Regions from separate parts of the Danio rerio genome. Here region 2 is linked to region 1. Evidence: chromatin contacts called from public HiChIP or PLAC-seq data. All regions are on one chromosome and are shown on one strand. Each heading gives the region's core, a stretch centred on a gene start, on an enhancer-like site or on the middle of the called end of the contact. The rest is flanking DNA. Distances are from core to core; before and after follow the strand shown.

Region 1 (5,557 bases), core at 1,292-3,791:
CAAATCAATTCCTAAACAGTCAGAGATGAGAGAAAGTAAACAAAAAGATGTGTAAAAGTATAGCTGTAAATTGTCTCTCCCTACACACAGAAACGCCTGAGGGAACAGATAAATCATCGCAGTTAGATACGTCACAGGCCAACTCAGCATTCCAGAAGCCGGTGCTCACACACACACACACACACACACAAGCTAGGCTGAAAATGAGTAGCGGCACGCGCAAGACATGCAAGCAGTGACAACTCACCATTTCTTTGTGCATTCCACCATGAGTTCCTGGTAGGAGGCGACAAACTGGAATTTGGAAGCATGTTTCCCAACACGCTGCAGTCTCTTCCACACCGAAGCCATGGTTTTTCCTATTTAAAGAGCTGACAGTTTGTTTAAAAACACTGTCGTATTCTCTGACGCCACCTCCTCACAAATCCTTTTCCTGGAAAAGTTCTCAAAAGTATCCCTCCAAAATTGCCTTGTGTGCATTCATTGATTTTTAAGGGGTTTTAAATCAGGTAAAGAAAAAGAAAAAAACACCTAGATCCCTTGCTATCAAAACATTAGCATGGATGATCTCAGATCAGCATGATGGCATGACTTGTTAAATCCGCCGGAGTGACTGACAGCACTCACAGAGCTCATTCCGTACAGCAAATCCCTCAAAATAAACACAAGGAGTGCATGGTAATCCAATATTCCTCATTTCCATGTGTCAATAAACCTACAGAGACAAAGAGGGAGCCGGTTAGATCTGAATGATAAAGCTTGTTACTAAAAAATTATATCCATTAATTCAACAGTCGAGATTTAATTTTACTTTTCTGCGTTCAAACACTAATAGTCTTTAAAATCCTACATTTAAGCAGTGATTCATAGCAGCAACAGAATATCCTTATCAGGTATCAGTGAATAGCAATGGAAAGCGATGATATCAAGAGACATTTGAGAGACTTGTTTAGCTGTGCCACCAAATTTCATAACACCAGCAGAATGCAGGCAGATTAGATCTGCTGGACCAGTTGCAATTATTTCAAAGACATGCAAGCATTTCTGAAACATCAAAAATATTTTTGTTGTTATTACCCACCCCTGCACAATATATATTATCTATGCATCTACATCATGTGTGATGTCAAGGAGGATCATAGATGACTGCTGATTTGTAGATTAATTATTAAGGTTTCATCATAAAAATATTATCATCTGCCCATTTTAAATATCCACAGTATTACGGTGTAATTTCCACATGAGTTTTAAATTAAAAAAGCACAGTAAACAATAATGTTTCCAGCTTTCCAACTGTATTTAATTTATAGAGTGAAGACCAGTCAGTGTTACTGTTATACTTGATTATTGCATTTCAGAACCTGAATATCTAAACCCTATTTGTTGAAAAATTAATAAGAAAAATGTTTTCAAAAGCAAGGCTGATGGATAAAGTAACAGTTGCATAACACCAATCAAACTAGTTACCATTTTCACAGTAATGCTCTGCTCTAGCCAAAGAGTGACACAATACACGAGTTTGATAAATAGTGTTTTACCAGCATTGAAACAAAAGCTAAGAAACACCTTAGGCTGTTATATTATCAATGTAGAAGAAGGTAACTAAATATTACTCTGCTATTCCCTTTATTTACAATGACAACAAGAAAAATCACAGTTGTGACAATTTTCAGTACAAGTCCACTTTTACTCACGTGTTACTGCCTGAATGTCAATTAGGCTACAATTAGATTATCTGTAGTGTTTGTTTGTTTCATGCAGTCAAACTACTATAAATAAACCTGAAATCAAGCAATATTATTAATTTAAGATTCAATAGGAGCTAAAAGTAGTAATGACCATCTTTAAATTATCATTTAAATTATGCTCACAACTGTTGCTGTTCAAGCATACAGTTCTATCAACACAAGACTGCTGCTGAAGGCGTCTGTAGACAACTCTCCTCCTCATCCACAACTGCTACACTGTCAGTGCTGTCAAACTGACCTCTTCATCAGCCACTTCAAGGTATTTGCTCTCAGGTTACTGGTTAAAGATCCTCTTTTAAAGTCGCAGTCTTTTTACAAACGCCGGACTAGCAATACGGTTTAAGAATTCATCCCACTAATCAATAATGAATCTCGTGCAATCACAGAGACACTTATCGTGATATTTTCCTAAACATCTCGGCCGCATTCCTGCACTCACCCGGTCAATAATGAAGCAGCAGCAGTAGCGGCTGAACGCGCCCGTTGCGGCGGGAGGCGCGTGGCTGCATTCAGCCGCTAGCGAGCTAAAGAGCCGCTCCGGATGGATATCCCCATAGAGCTCCGTTAGCAGACTAGGCTAACCTTAGCCAGACAGGCTATCCCAGGGCAAAGAGCGCCAGCTAAACCGAAATCCTTAGGGCTCTCCGGCGTATACCGGCGACGACCGCACTGAGGAGTTTGAAGGCAAGCAGCAGCGGCGGTTCTCCCGGTCGAGAGGAGGAAATTCCTGCGCTGTTTTCTTATCCACACACAAACTCAGCGTATCAAGACTCCATCATTTTCCTCCCCAATCCCACATTCAGTCAAACATCTGTGCTGAGTCTCCGAGAAACGCCCCCACGCGCCCCTCATTGGCTGCCGAGCCGTATATATTTACATATTCATGACAGTTCTTAACGCTTTTGTTTCCAATGCTCGCTCCTATTGGTCGACAGAGACATCTTTCAGAGATCTTTAACCCGCCCGTGTGTGTGAGTGAGCAAGCATACTGAGCTGACTAGCAGCAGAAGTAATGTAAACCCTCTCCTCCTGTGAAATAAAGAGGAAAACTAAATGAGGGGATATGTTTGGGATTTGTATAATGAAATCAAGGGATTTGAATAATGAAAAAAAAAAAAAAAATATATATATATATATATATATATATATATATATATATATATATATATATATATCAGGGCTCGAAATTGCGACCATTTTGGTCGCATATGCGCCCGAAAATTAATCTATGCGACCTCATAATATATTTGGGCGCATTAGTGCGACTGCAGATAATGGTTGTAGTGCGACCTGTTTTGTTTTTTTCTAAAAACGTGCTGAATCGCTCTTCCCTGCCTCTATATTGGTTCATATTAGCTGTCATTCACTCAAGGTATTGCGCTGTCAGATGACAGGGAAGGAGCTTTTATGACCACAGGAAATGCAAACGGCTGAAGAGTAAAAACTTAAAGCTCACAAGTTTGAAAACCCCACCTAAAGTTGAGGCGCAGATGAAAGCGATCATGACACGTCACGTGGTGAATAATGATCCGCCAGCTGTGATCAATCGAGTACGCGCTTCTTGGAGAAGGTGCCCGAATCTCCATGTGTCGCTTTCACTGCGTGTTCAGCGCAAATGTCCGCTGAAAGTCAAATCTAATACTGTACATATCATCGCCAAAGAAGCTCGCCTTTACTAAGTTTACACTGAAACTGCGGCTCATAACAAAGACCGGATTTGCGCCGATGGTTAGCGCAAGAATCTTGCGCTGCCTACTTATTAATTGGGTTGGCTGACTCGCCTGCTTTTCCACAAACACAGAAAAATGAAGATCATCTCAGACTGAACCTTTAAATTGACACAAACTGAAACCAAAACTTTAAAAGAGTGATAGAAGCGAGACTTTACTTTCTTTCTTTTGTCTATTCTTTTTTAAGGTATATATTATTTTTTTATTTATTTACTGATGACTGCTTTGCAGCTTTCATCATTGAATTGAATGATTTATTATAATCTTTTGTTTGTTTTGTAGCAGAAATATTATTTATTAAATTGACATGCATATAAAAACAGCAGTACAAAATTAATATTTCTTACTGCAATGCTTCATTTTTGTTTGATGCAAACTATACAATTATTTTTCATAAAGTAACAGACTTTTAATAGCAGATAACCTACATTCATGCACATTCAAGGCAGTATCATAATGAGAAATGGAATTCATTGTTACTATTATTGTCATTTTCATCATCATTAATATTCTATGGCCTAATCATTAGACATTCATTTTGGAATTATTGCACACAAATATCAATGTCTTCGCAGCATTAGTTAGATAGTTGTTTCTGGTTTTTGTTAGTCCTATTAATGTTGTTTTAAAATACAATAAATCCCTTAAAAAACAATTTGCAGCGGTGCTCATTCATTTTTGGTGGGTGCTCCTAAATTTTTTCTGGTGCTCCTAAAAATTTTTTGGTGCTCCTAAATATTTGAAGTTGGGAGCACCGGTGCTACCAAGTAAAAAAGTTAATTTCGAGCCCTGTATATATATATATATATATATATATATATATATATATATATATATATATATATATATATATAAATATATATATATATATATATATATATATATATATATATATATTTTTTTTTTTTTAGTTTTAAGCAAAAGCCCGGACCAATTGAAACATTTTAGCAATATCTTAATATAAAAATAAACGTATTATAATTTTATTTTTGTGTTTTTACACTTTTATGTAAGAAATATGTTCATGTAATAATAATAACAACAATAATAAAAAATAATAATTAACTAATTTAATTTATAAACCTGAATAAAGTGTTCATTCACACGCTTATCAGAAAAATCTTGATGCCTGCCTTTACAGAGAGACACACCACGTGTCAAAAAATGCTTTGAAGCAGCCAACATTCTTGCAAAGACCCATATGTCTGTGAGTTTGTGGAGGGAGGAGTTCACAGATTCTTTCTGCTGTTTCTCCAGCATCTTGATACTTATCTTTGAGTGCATGAGCTGGGTTTCCTCCCTGATGAACGGATGTGTGTGTGTGTGTGTGTGTGTGTGTGTGTGTCAGAAGATGAGAAGATGTGGGCATACAGGGCAGAGGAGGGCGTGATCTCTACTCAAAAGCAGCCACAGTGTCCACAGGGAGTCGAAACATCCTGACGGCAGCGTTGTGGTGCCAAGAGCTCTTTGAAAGACAACTAATCAGACACCTTTGCCATGTGTCAGATTCAAGAAGCCTGTACATCAGATCCTGCTCTTTATGGGCTGCCAACACTTTAGGACATGTGTTAGTCAGCATTAAACCTCTCGTGCCACTGCTCTGGAGGCTCAAGAGCTGCCAACACCATCTTGTCACAGATAAGATGTTAAAACAGCTCCTCTGTGATGTAAGAAAACTGACCAGATTTTTTATAAAGGACATATTCCCATTTATTAGGATGTAAAATAGTTCTCTGTGAAGTTTCATCACAAAATAGCTAACAGATTTGTATTTTATATGAATAATATATATATGTGTGTGTGTGTGTGTGTGTGTGTGTGTGTATATATATTCCTGCTACTTTCCAGAGCAGGGTGGAGACTTTATGCACGATTCCGATTCTCTAGAAACAACAAAACAAATCTAAGGCCCTATCCACACAAACAAGGCTATTTTCAAAACCGTATTTTTTTTTCTATTCAGCCAGGTTGAAGACTTTCAGTTAAAATCTTTATTTCTATAGTGCTTTTATAATGTAGAATGCGCCAAAGCAGCTTAACATGAAAGTTCTAGTAAACTGAAACTGTCAGTCCAACTTT
Region 2 (5,730 bases), core at 3,182-5,681, 310 kb before region 1:
ATGCAAAGGTGAAATTCATATAATATGTCCCCTTTAATACTTATTTTGTCTGCTAATATAAACTGTTTCAATAGTAGTTTGCCTGATCATTGTGGCCCACAATGAAAAAAATCATATACCACAAACCATAAAAGCATAGATATGTTATCGAGAGAATCTGCTGAGTGTAACTCCACACACATCAATCACTGGGCTTGAGGTTAATTTGCAGTAAAGTCAACCATTAAGATTGGCTGTACTTTAAGGTGTGACTCAAATTTTCCGGTTCTACCACAAACACGAAGCTAAATTCTGTTTGATAAGGTCTACTCAAAATTAATTACTCCTCTGAGGAGGAATTACTTTATTTTTAATTACTATTATTTTGTATATTTTTATTTATTGGAGAGTTGAGGCAGATATAAAAGTTGGGAAGACAGGCAGAACAAGATACGCACCATGAACAGCACGTATTTTACCTTGGTTGAACTCTAAGAACCAGAGTCAATCCTGTTTGACTACATTTCTTCTTCATGCACCCATTTAATTAATTACCTTGCCTCTAAAAGACAGTCACCTTTCACCCTTTATGATTTCTTAGAATTTGTATTTGTGCGTCTAATGCAACAAATTTTTTTACCCCTGTTGTACGAGCATTAACATTATTCATACCTACATGTAAAGCTACAGCATCTTGACATTGATTCATAGTTTATTGAACTGTTGGTCAGTTGTTTAGTCATTAAGCAAACACTGTTATTCACTATACAGATAGAGTCTCTTTGGAGGAGCTGGAGATAAAGCAGGCAGTGATAATGTACAGTCAGCTAACAGGATGAGCCGGGGTTATTTTGCTTTAATGACCAGCTGACTGCACAATATTTCACTTGTACAGCTATTTACCCACTAAATAAATAAATAAAGGTACATGAGATATTGATTTGTGCTTCATGCGTTTGAGAAGAAATGATGGGGTGATGCGAGAGGTAATTTTACTAGCAATGCTACATTAATCTGGACTTTTGGTAAAGTCTACAACAAAACAAAAAACAAAAAATGTATAGTGGTAAAATCTTAATTAATTAGTTTAATATAAATAAAAACATTATTTAAAGACTTCCTGGGGTGAAAATGTGAATGCTGATAGAAATCAGCAATAAGGTTTGGGCAACATTAGCCACATATTAGCTGTTTGATAACCTAGTCAAACCAAAATTCAATTCATGTCAATAGTGGAGAGCCAGGTCTAGTTATGGGGGATTTACAGGTTCTTAGGCACCCTCAAACTAAAGCAAGAATACCCTCATTTAAAGATGCAATCTATTTCTGGAATGCAATGGCTAACTAGTTTAAGGTAAATTTCATTCAACACCCAATATGATAATAATATCCCAGATTAATTGTGCATTATAGTTTTTAACTGATTATAACAGAACTTTTCAGCAACACACGAAGAAGAGCTCTCTGTACAGTTCCAGACAATAATCCATTCAGCGTTTGATTAAATTCAGTCTTGAAACTGCAATATTTGACATACATATAATCATTTTTCCAAAATTGCCACTTGCCATTGTGCAGTGTTTGCTACTTCAGTCAAGAGAGAAGAAAGAAATTGGGGCAGGTCAGAGCTGGTGTGGTGTAGTGGAGGTGGGGTTAATTTTCATATTCATATATACAAATATGAAAGAACGTTTAAGTACATCATTTTTGAAAGATGGGTTTTAATGGATTTATTAGATTCTGACTGCATGATAAAGGCTCTTTAATGCTGCTGCATTATCCTAATTACATTTGGTTTCACCAGCCAGAGAAACTTTTAGGTTCAGGTAAGTTAGAAATAGCTCATTGGGGTAAATATAGACAGTTTCTAACAGTGTTAAAGTCTGTCAGAGTGCCCCCATTAGCAGTAATGTATATACTACATGACATTTACTAATGATTCTATGAGCAGTTCATTTCTATGCAGTTTGTTTGAAGAAAGGTGTTCCTTTTTTCTTCACAGCAAAGAATGCATGATGTGAAGTGCATCCATAAACTCTCAGTAAGCTGCTGTCATCAGACGAGTTCTACAAGGGTCAAAGGGCACCTGCAAACAGAGAATCCACCAGATACTATGGGCATAAGAAATTGACTGAAAGTGTATATTTGCATGTCCTTCTTTTGCTTTATTTACTTTAGTACTGAAGTTTAGACTTAAAGAAAATTGGCAAAGATTCCTTGGGGTAGTACAAACTTCTGACAGACTGTGTAAGAGGTCACTACATGAATTGTTCAAATTTGCTTACATGATATTTACCCATACAAAGCACAGAATCATGTTCTCACACCATCAAAGGTTTGCTTTTATTTTTATTAGAAAAACTATATTATTTAGAAATTATTCATTAAATTGATTAAAAGTAGTGGTAATATTTTTCAATTTAATATAAATTCAGTTCTTCAAACATACATTGAAAAAATGTGTCACAGCTTTTACAAATTTATTTATTTTTTTAAGTTTAATTAAAATTTCTTGTGCACCAAAACATTTTGTTATGATTATTTCAGAAGAATGATGAAACTAATGTAATTTGATGCTATTACTGCAGTATTTAAAGTATATCTAATTATACAAGTTATTTTAAATTGTAATAACATTTCACAATGTTGCTGTTTTTAACAAATAAAGCCGCCTTCAAGCATCCCTTTCCGCCCAAAAAAAGAATAAAAGTCTTAATTACTTTATACTTTTGAATGGCACTTTATTTAACAATAGTTCATTTAATTCCAAAGTCGTAAAGCTCTTTTTTATTTATAGGTTTAAATAAGATGTCATATTCAAGATTTTCAACGTGACCTCATACTTTTAGATCAGACTGCACATCCGAAATACTGTTGGACACAAGCAGACACAGGACTCAGTAAGCATCCTTTATAATAGAGTTCAATATAAAATCTTTTTAAATTACAGACACTGTCAGGCCAAATGAATAGCTGTCAGAGAACCAGACTTCTTACAGCCAAACCAAACCAAAGAACAGACTGACAGTCTACACGGTACAATCTTTCCAATTCAGTCTAGCCACATTTCTAGAGCAACTTTCCCAGTGTATCATACAGCATAGACTGAGGGGTCCATTCAGCTCTCACTCTCATCTGAATTCAACTGACAGCTTGTTCACACTGCAATACGATCTATTTTATCCCTAAATAACAGTGACATCGACCTAAAATTAAGAACGAGTATAAAAGTCATGTATAAAGTTTAAAGAAACTAAATGTATGCAAGTTCTTACCTTCAACGTAAAGCGACATACTGCTAATGTCTCTGTCCTTTAAACTCAATTAATTGCTCTTAATTATCACAACATTAATAATCCAGTTTTTTTGATAAATCCGCTTAAATCATGGGGACAACGGAAACGCAAATACAATCCTTTCAGTATGCGAAGCTTATCGGTAGTAGTGTTAAGACAGAAGGTCAGCTGATCGATTTTCTCATTCTGTTGAAGAGCGCTTTCCTCTACCGTTCACGCGCTTTTAAGTCAACCTACTCTCTCTCTTTCTCTCCTCCCACTGACTATCGAGTAACTCATGGTGAATAAACAGCGACCTTTACTCACAGAGCATTTATTGCTTTAAGGAAACTGTGTGCTGTACCAAACCGTGAAATATGCTTCCCTGCTGTGTGTAAGAAAGTGAAGGAACTGCGTTCGCGCGCAGCCCGTCATTTACGACACGTCACATCAGCCCTTGCACGATCACGCGCTCACGTCCACCCGATCCGGATCGCGTCCTTAGGGTCAAATTTGTTTCTTTTTGTCGGCGAAGTTAATCAGCTGTATACTCTATTTTCTTATAATACGAGTTTGAATGTTTGTCGTCGCAACAGCATCGTTAAACATGGATTTGCACGCGTTGTTGCAGTATTTTCGTCAGTACTTTTGCAGACAGTGAACAGCGATGTTTTCTCCTGACTATATATGAGAGATGCTCGATGGTTTTGCATCGAAAATCGTCGCTTTTAGACGTGGTTCAGGAAGACGACAAAGGAGGTGGTTTTGTGGTGGTAAAATATAAGTGCAAAGCGAATGTGAAAGTATATTTGAAGTGTCTTACTCTGCAAGCTGGAGGAGGATGCTGTTGGGCAGCTGCTGAAGGTTGTTCCGGAACAGCGACGTGTTTTCCTCGCTAGCCAACCAACTTTCTTCTCTCGTAAACCAGCAGTGCGGGTCATAGGCACACTGCGGAAGTGCTTTACTTATAACATTGTTTTAAAATTGTCCTTAACATCATACCCTGAAAATGTGTTAGCTTACAATGCCTGTTTACTTGCCAACAATTTATTCGTCACATATCACCCATTTTAAGCAGTTTATATTACTCAGTATTATTAATGGCGATTGAGGAAAGTATACATGTACACTTTATTATTATCTTAAAGGAAAATAAATCGGTTCTTTATAATTTGTGAAGTTAAAAAATACAAATTTTATTATAGCATTGAGTGGCTTTAACCCCAAAAGGAAATATGCAAATTCACAAGAACCAATGAGAGCACAGTATTTTACCTGAGGTGTTTCTCATTGGTTGTCTATAGTGTTGCCATGTCCTCTATCAACAAGCTACTTGTGGAGTGCTATCCTTTATAGCTGGGGTACCCAACCATTTCAGCCCACGAATCTCAATATAACAATGCCAGTATGGCAAGCCCAGTGACTTGTGACCCCGACATTCCTCAGAGGTAGTTATAAATATACAAATGTTGCACGCAAAGCAGTAGGCCTGTATAAATTTGTGGACAATGTTTTAGCATAAGTCTATTTTTGGTGAGACTGCCACAGAGATCATCCTCAATGTTCAGTTGTGGTCTGTATTAATTTTTTTCTATTTAATTGCAAATTTGTATTTGAAAATTTACCCTGGTGTTTTTAAGAACCATTAACTAATATTGTTTATCTTCTGTGGGTAATGGATAAAAAATAGTTGTTCTAATAGTTTTAATAAATGTATTTTACAATTGGAAACCACAAAGCGACCCCATAATTGTCCCGCTACCCCCACTTTGGGAACCACTGCAGGTTGTGTTTTGTTTGCTTGTTTGGCAAATACGATGATCTCTTTGTCATCTTTTGTGGAATGAAACATTACTATGACACGTATTAATACTGTAGTAGCATGGATAATAGCACCAAATCTATATAAATATTGAAATTCATTGCTGAAAATCTGTATTTTTAAGCCAATTATACATAAAAACTATTATTTTATAAAACTGTAATTATTTAAAAGAAATGTTTTTCTACTGTGATTTGGCAACATAGAAGGCAAGCCACGTCTGCAAAAAGAAGAAAAAAAAAGTGACCTTGCAGGATAAAACATCCAGACATCCTTTCATACACCTCATGTTATGCTACACAAAACACGTTCAATATTCCTTATTTTTGGAAAAATATTATCTTGAAAAAAATATAGGTGAAAAAAATATTCTTAATCTGAACAATATGTATGAAATTGCACTGACTAGTGATTTGTAAGTTTTAGACATTGTTCTAGACATTGTAAACTATATATATATATATATATATATATATATATATATTTTTTTTTTTCTTTCCTTTTTTTTAACAAATAAAACAGTAGTATTACATTCAAGAATGTATTTTAATGTTTGTTTTATTGCTGGATTCTACATAAAATCATATTACATTAACCAAAGCTCTTAAATTAACTCATGAAATGTTACTTGACAGTTTCTGACAAACTTTTGTC

What was found. HiChIP or PLAC-seq counts read pairs in DNA pulled down with a chosen protein or histone mark.
Region 2: a contact with region 1 is called in an H3K4me3 HiChIP or PLAC-seq map of embryo, with 4 times the contacts expected there. The contact joins the promoter of ugp2b here to the promoter of ehbp1 in region 1. A contact is called at or near these places in 2 of 4 datasets of contacts at active chromatin or transcription factors (embryo and gastrula embryo).

The regions. Positions count from the first base shown.
Region 1 is chr17:25,456,222-25,461,778 of GRCz12tu, reverse strand. It overlaps ehbp1 (EH domain binding protein 1), which reads right to left and starts at 2,541. Exons shown (of 24, transcript XM_073928528.1): 1 at 2,188-2,541; 2 at 248-715. The coding sequence starts at 351.
Region 2 is chr17:25,771,229-25,776,958 of GRCz12tu, reverse strand. It overlaps ugp2b (UDP-glucose pyrophosphorylase 2b), which reads right to left and starts at 4,431. Exons shown (of 10, transcript NM_001316890.1): 1 at 4,078-4,431. The coding sequence starts at 4,228. All of the region lies in intron 2 of wdpcp (WD repeat containing planar cell polarity effector), which reads left to right. mdh1ab (malate dehydrogenase 1Ab, NAD (soluble)) reads right to left here. Exons shown (of 10, transcript NM_001355553.1): 10 at 5,604-5,730.